Regions from separate parts of the Zea mays genome. Here region 2 is linked to region 1. A link is a contact called in public Hi-C data. All regions are on one chromosome and are shown on one strand. Each heading gives the region's core, a stretch centred on a gene start, on an enhancer-like site or on the middle of the called end of the contact. The rest is flanking DNA. Distances are from core to core; before and after follow the strand shown. Region 1 holds the start of LOC100285996. Region 2 overlaps LOC103640907 (alanine--tRNA ligase).

Region 1 (3,710 bases), core at 605-3,104:
ACCGGCTAACTTCAGCCTGGTTCACCCGAACGAGCCGAGCCGGCCTCATACGTCGTCGCAAACACGCCCAAAGAAGCTGGTGTGGCCAGGCTGTGTGTGACTCTGAGACTCATCAGTGTGTGACTCAGGGTTCACCGTCCCGTTTTATAAGTGATTTCTCACTCATACCCAAAAATGGTTTTTAGCACACAAAAAAAACCCGCTAATCTCGAGCGGTTTGAATTTTTGAATTTGAATTGTGATTTTTCGTTTTTCTCGACGGCTTTTTCGCCGCTTTCTTGGTGGTTTTCGCTATTTTCTCTGCGGGTTTACGGGTTCGGATTTAGTTAACGGGTCTAGAAAAAACCGAATTTATTTTGAATACCAAAACATGATTTTTAAATAAATAATATATTTCTGATTTCCTAAAATTCTATAATTTTGATAAATTTCCCCATAACTTTTATGATTATTTTTGAAATTCAAAAAATTGAAACAAAATGCTCGAAAAAAGTTCGGTTTTTGAAACCGGTCGATGGCGAGAACGAGATTTTTTTGGCGGTTTTGCCGAATCTCGCTCTCGAGATTTTTTTTACCCTCGTATGACTCTGCATGGGCGCCTCGAGAGTCGCTCGTAGTGGTACCGCTAGTTAAATTTTGTTTTAATAAAACATAAAAATATGTACATGTGTTTTGTTGATTAGATTTCGAAACTTCACTTCACTTGTGTGTAATTTTACTTTATTTTTGTACGAAGTAAAAAGGGGGTGTCTGACTGTGGAACCCAAGTAGAGATGGCCAAACGGGCCGCCCGGCCCGGCCCGGCCCGCCAGACACGGTTAGGAAACTGGGGCGGGCCTGCTGAGCCCGCGGGCTTGATTCTCTGTCCGAGCCCGGCCCGTAGTGGGCCTAAACGGGCCGGCCAGACCCGTTTAGCACGAAAAAAGCGGGCCAAAAGCGGGCCAAAAAGCATATTTTAGTGCAAAAAAAGCGGGTTTAACGTGCTTAGAGATAAACGGGTCGTGCCGTGCTAGCCCACCATGTCTAATTTCCTGTCCGAGCCCGGCTCGCTTATTCGTGCCGGGCCAGCCCGGGCTCGCATAGAACCGGGCCGTACCGGGCCCAAAAAGCGGGGCTCGCGGGCCTCGTGCTTATTGGCCATCTATAAACCCAAGTGGTGCTAGGGAGTAGCATTGCACAGACCACGGTGGCAGCACAGTGCCGTACGCCCGTACTATATACTTCCATAAATAGAGCCAAAGAGGGTAGGAGTGGGCGAGTGGCTAAGGTGCCGGTGCCGGTGCCTGTGCTGCCCTCCGAATAATTGCCGTGTATGGTACTGGCCCGTACGTACGTACGCCACGCCAGATTGACGCACACACCCCGGCCCGCTCCATTACCAGAAATGGAGTATAGGAGGATCATAGCCATAGGAGTACTGCCCTACCCCTACCATGCATTCTGCATGCACGTATAGATCGACGACGTCGTACCTGCCGTGCGCGGCGAAGTCGTGGAGCCTGCCCTTGTCGGAGAAGACGAGCAGCGCGACGTCGGCGTCGCAGAGCACGGCCAGCTCCCGCGCCTTCTTCGCCAGCCCGCGCCGCCGCTTCGAGAAGGTCACCTGCCGGCTCACGCTGTTCTCGATGCGACGCACCTCCACCTTGCCGCGCCCGCGCCCCATCTATATATCGTTTTGGTTTCGACTTTCGATCACGTCTTCACCACCGCGCGCCTCAGTCTCTGGGTGGGTGGTGTGGAATTTTTGGCTGGCAGGCAGGAACTGAGCCGGCCGAGGCCGGCGGCGGCGATGGACGGCCGGAACTTGAGAAGATGAAGCCTTAAGGAGCCGAGGGCCGAGCGCTGGGCTAGCCTGCCTGCCTAGCTTGCTTGCAATTTATATATAGTAGCAGCACGCAGCACGCACACGCAGGGCGGGCGGGCAGGGGACTGACTGACACTGGATCGGATCGAGTACACAGGTTGACTAGTAGTGTCTGCACGCTCCCTCGCTGCTCTGCTCTGCGTGGGCGGCGTCGCTGTCGACTGCCGGTTGGCCGCGGCGCCTGCCGCGGTGGGCGACCACGTACGGCCGGGGCGCGAGTGGCCGGGTGCCGTAGCGCGCACAGGCGGCTGCCGGGCCCCGCGGAGGAACAGCCAGATTCCCGTCCTCCCTGCTTTGTGGCTCGGGACTGGGGAGGGAGAGAGGGAGGGCTTCCCCCTTTTCCTCTCTGCCCTAGCTTAGGTGTGCCATGGATTAATTAGCATTAGTACAAACAAACTCTATAGATGCAGATAAAACCTACTTTTAGAACCTTCAGTACTAAGGGTATGTAGAAATCGGTCTTTTCATTGGCAGTTAGTTAAAAACCACCGGTGGAAATTGATTTCCACTTGTGGTTGAGCTAATGAAACTATCAGTAGAAATTAGATTTTAATTCACGGTCATAACAAAGAGCATGGCAAGCCCTGATATTTCATCGCTAGGCTCAAAGAAGCTTGTCTTCCCATCACGGGCGAATCAAAGCATGTTCGCTTGACTTTAATTCATACCAGCTTCTATGCTTCTACAGTACTTTGTCTTTATGAATTGCGGCTGCAGCAGTCTGAACAACTGACTTTAATCCAAGCTCCGAACCAAGCAACAATAAACAGAAGAAAGACGCCCAGAAAAGGGTACAATATGTTGGGGTTCAAGGATCCAATATCAAGTTAAAGTGGTCACATATTCCAATTACATTCTCTCAAGAAGACCTTCAACTCAAAGATTACCCACACAAAGATGCCATGGTGATTTCGTCTGTCATAAAAGGCTTCATAGTTCACAATGTCTTGGTCGACATAGGCAGTGCAACAGATATCACCTTCGCAAAATCCTCCAGGCCATTGTAAGAACCTGAAGATAAAATTCAAAAATCAGCTTACCCACTCTGTGGCTTTAGAGGCAAGCAAGTCATAGCACTTGGAAAACTGGCCATGGCTGTCACCTTCGGCTATATCAACAACACTAGAACAGAGGAAGTTGTGTTTGATATTGTCGATATGAAATTCCCATATAATGCAATCATTGGAAGAGGAACACTTAATGCTTTCGAAGCAGTCCTACACTCAGCATGTCTTTGTATGAAGATACCAAGCAACCAAGGCGTTACATCAGTTTATGGAAGCCAAGAAGCCGCAAGAAGGGATGAAGGAACCTGGCAAGAATCCAAGGCTATCCATAATATTGATGAAGCTAAAGCTGAAGCTCAAGCACTGTCACACCCGGTTTTAGAAGGCAAACCGAATGCGAACCATGTACGTGCCAGGATCAGTTATTCACGTACACAGCAGTTACATAACATGGACATCATCACACAGTGCTCAAAATAGTATTAAAAGGGAAATAATAGTCGATTACATCATATGTCTGAGACGTCCATATAGTCCTTACAATAAATCAAAGTGCGAAAACGAAACGTAGATAACCGCGGCCTTCACAGGCAGCCGACTGGGGGTTGCCGCTAACCCACGCCTAGAACTCGTCGTAGTCTTGGAACTCCTGGAAGTCTCCTTCCACAGCTTCATCTTCTCCTGAGCAGTGGTTGCAATGCTGACAACCTGGGTATGGGGGGTTTGGTGTGTAGAGCAAGGGTGAGTACACATCAACATACTCAGCAAGTATCCTGTTTGGCTGTAGTGGACTAGCTTTATGTGGGGATAAGTCAAGCAGTTGCTTTTAGTTGGTCAGA
Region 2 (3,710 bases), core at 487-2,986, 360 kb before region 1:
GCCAAAAACATACCCCTTTGCTGCATGCGCGCATACACTCGGGCGTTCCGTTTCTGGTGGGCCACGCTCGCCAGAGCCAGGCGCTGCTCGTCCGCCTATCCAATCAGCCGGATAGTGTATATTTAGGTGCATAGCTTTTCCTATGTTTGTAGCCAAAGCAACCTACAATTCATAATGGAGGGAGTAATAGTTTAGTTTTAGGATGATTATTATAACTGTTGCACGTCACAGGACGAACTTAGGAAGGCAAAGAAGAAAATGGGGGAGCAAAATATACAAAAGGCTGTGAAGTCCGCAATGGATGCTGCAGAAGCTGCTCTTTCAGGAAATAAACCGTTTTGTGTTACTCATGTGGATGTGGGTCTTGATACCACGGCTGTCCGTGAGGCGGTTATCAAAGTCATGGACCAGAAGGTACTTACATCTTTCATTTTCATCTTACTGTTAAAATAATGTTAGTCAGTAAATTGCTATAGTACATGGCATGTTGTAGTAGAACTGTTTTTATTCCATCTCAAGTCTTAGATAGCCTGGTGAACTTTTGGATGTCTTGGCCCAGGGTTTGCCTATAATGTTATTCAGCACCGATGAGGCATCAAACAAAGCCGTTATCTATGCTGGTGTGCCTCCCAATGCTCCTAGCGGCTTCAAGGTGTTGGACTGGCTAACACCTTCAATTGCGCCACTCAAGGGAAGAGGCGGTGGCGGCAAGAACGGCGTCGCCCAGGGCCAGGTGAGTGAGCAATCCATTCCTAGGTATTCTACGGTCTTGGATGCAAGTCATCAAGTAAGAGATGCCCAAATTCAATTCTGCTATGCCTTCACTGCAGGGGAGTGACGCTTCTCAGCTCAAGGAAGCAATGGCACTTGCGAACAGCATTGCTTCAATGAAGCTCTGCTGATTGGTGGTAGTAACTGGTGCACTGCCCATGGAACTCATGCGTGGCTGCTGCTGGATTACTCTTTGATTTTAGCTTTCTATTTACCCATTATACTTAAACAGAAGTTCAATGGTGCTTGCAGTTTCATTTATACTTACCATACAATTGGAAGCACAGGACATGTAACAGTATAAAGCTTGTTGTGTGCCCGATTGAACGAAAGGTTCTATGCATATACGATTGGGAGTCACTTTGTAGGCGTTTAGGAGTCGAATCATTTCCTTCCCTGCTAAGGCTATTTTCAGATCCTCTATCCAATTCCCTATCTTACTCTATTTTAAATTTCACTCTGTAAATAGTGTTATTTATTATTTATAGTGTCCTCTATCTTACCATATCTACTATAGACAGTCTAACTGTGGCTAGGAGAGAGCTGGAACATCATGAAGCCTATTTTTTTGTTTCTTCAAATGTGCCACTCATATTTTGCAAAATTAGATGCCACTCCATGGCACCTAACTGAATCTACTATCTATATTTTTTTTGTTATAGTCCCGTTGTCTCCTGGAGGGTGAAAACCCACAAAGTGTTCTCCCAAGTCCTATACTCCTTTTATAGCTTCAAAGAGGGTTCCTAGGAGCGCTATGGGAGAGGAGACAAGTCTTATCCCCTGTTTGATGGAGGTGCTGTTCGAGTCGTAGTTATTGAAACAACGATAAGTATGGTGAAAAATGCATGGTAATTCTCCTCGTATGGCATAAAACAAATTTGACATCGGTCCTGTAGCCATCCCGTCGTCAGCATCCCTCGTGGAGGAGTTGGTGGCGCCATTTGGTTGATGTTATCTAGGCAAAGGCCAGGCTCGGGCAAGACCAAGGTTCCTCCTGAGGCCTTGGTTGAGCCTGCCTCGGGGCATGCAGTGGTACAGGGAGGGGTTAGCATAGTTGTCGGAGTGGCCACCTACGGAATTCACGGGGAGTTGTTGCCGGGGCAGTTGGCCGAAGCCGAGCTTGGGCGAAGCGGAGTTTTCTTCGAGGTTAAGGCCGACTTTGGGCGAGGTGGAGTTCCCTCCCGAGGTGAGACCATGCCATCCAGAGTTGTTTGAGCACAGTAGTCGGCGTGGGGGAGCAGTGGCCATTATTCTCGGGGTGCGTCATCGTAGTTGGTGAAAGTGGATGGGACCGCAGTCCCATCGCTCTGTGTTTGACTGCGGCATCACGTGGGGTAGGTATTCGCATTAAATGCGCATGTCTCCACGGTTTTCGTGACCTTTGACTGAGGCTGGGCACGGGGCTGTCCTCCTGTCCGAGATGGGCTTGGACGAGGTGGAAACCGCTATTTGGTGAAGAGGGGACATCGGGTAAGCCGAGGATTTCCCTGAGTGCTACCTTCACCCGAGGTTAGGCTCGGGCGAGGCGGAGTTTTGAGCGACCATCTAGCGGGGTCTCGGGCGAATCGTGATTGATCCTTTCTTGACCTTGGGGAACGTGTCTTATGATTTTCTCGATAGTTAGGTGTTTAAACGTATTTAGGGGCATAATCTGGGTACCCCTAATTATGATACCCGACAGTAGCCCCTGAGCCTCCAAGGAAGTGTTGGTACTTGCTTGGGCGTTCTTCCACCTTCGTGCAGGTATGTTGCTTAACCCTTTGAAAGGTGGTAGACTTATTTTCGATGGGTGCACGCAAGCACATTTGTTGGGTGTAGCCCTAAGGCCTCGAAGGAGTGGTTGACTCCTTTGAGGTCTTTATATTTCCCTATGTAGATATCGTTGACTTGTCCTTTGTTCGTCACCTGGCCAGAACCTAGGTGCAAAGGCAGCCCTCGAGTCTCTGCGTTGGGTTGCTGGTGTTTCCAACAATTCTGCTGCAACATGGGTGCAAGGGCAACCCCCGAGCCTCTGCACAGGGCGGGAGGACGATCAGGAAACGCCTTGACTTTTTAATGATACGTCTCTTCGTCGCCTTTCCGCAAGAAGGAAGAGGGGGAGAGCACCATGCTACCCTCGGTGGGTGTAATACCCCGTCCAATCCCTGGACCGACGGTACTTACTCCTGGCAGCTCTCTAGGATCATATATTGTCCCCACAAACCAACACAGGCCTTTTATGCACACTTTGTCCTCACTCATGCGCACCCGAAAAAACTTTCTGGTCGGTCACCCATCCTAAATTGCTCCAAGCCAAGCACGCTTAACCTGGAGGTTCTTTCGAGATAGGCTTCTGGAAAAGAAGATGCACCTTGTTGGTATGGATACAATTAATTCTATTAAGCCTTGAGCCAGGATATCACCATCCTAGAGGCCAGGATATCACAATCCACCCCCTTAGAAGATCGACGTCCTCGTCGATCAATCCCAATCCAAGAACCTCCCCTCTTATCCACGTCTGTGTGTCTAGTGTCGTCATATGTCATGCCATGTGACCACTCTAGGCCCACATGCGCCATGCACCATATACCCGAACCCCTAACCCACATACGCCCGTGAAACCGCGAGGGTCGGCTTTGATACCACTTGTAACACCCCGTCCAATCCCTGGACCGGCGGTACTTACTCCTGGCAGCTCTCTAGGATCATATATTGTCCCCACAGACCAACACGGGTCTTTTGTGCACACTTTGTCCTCACTCATGCGCACCTAAGAAAACTTCCCAGTCGGTCACCCATCCCAAATTGCTCCAAGCCAACACTCTTAACTTGGAGGTTCTTTCGAGACAGGCTTCCAAAAAAGAAGATGCACCTTGTTGGTATGGATACTCTATTAATTCTATTAAGCCTTGGGCCATGATATCACCATCCCAGGGGCCAGGATATCACAGTGGGCAACG

What was found. A called contact is a pair of places that touch in the nucleus more often than the background predicts.
Region 2: a contact with region 1 is called in a Hi-C map of ear, with 2.4 times the contacts expected there. The contact joins the enhancer-like site here to the promoter of LOC100285996 in region 1. A contact is called at or near these places in 2 of 25 Hi-C or Micro-C datasets (ear and tassel).

Annotation. Positions count from the first base shown.
Region 1 is chr10:17,795,669-17,799,378 of Zm-B73-REFERENCE-NAM-5.0, reverse strand. It overlaps LOC100285996, which reads right to left and starts at 1,854. Exons shown (of 8, transcript NM_001158884.1): 1 at 1,473-1,854. The coding sequence starts at 1,663.
Region 2 is chr10:18,152,352-18,156,061 of Zm-B73-REFERENCE-NAM-5.0, reverse strand. It overlaps LOC103640907 (alanine--tRNA ligase), which reads left to right. Exons shown (of 22, transcript XM_008664354.2): 20 at 232-414; 21 at 560-733; 22 at 831-1,268. The coding sequence ends at 902. Among protein-coding and RNA genes, the nearest start is that of LOC103640907, 18 kb to the left of the region's middle. Within about 2 kb of position 1,736, at least 5 of the 20 cell types and tissues checked have an H3K27ac peak or open chromatin away from gene starts, as enhancers often do. A contact at or near this core is called in ear and tassel, where this site is marked.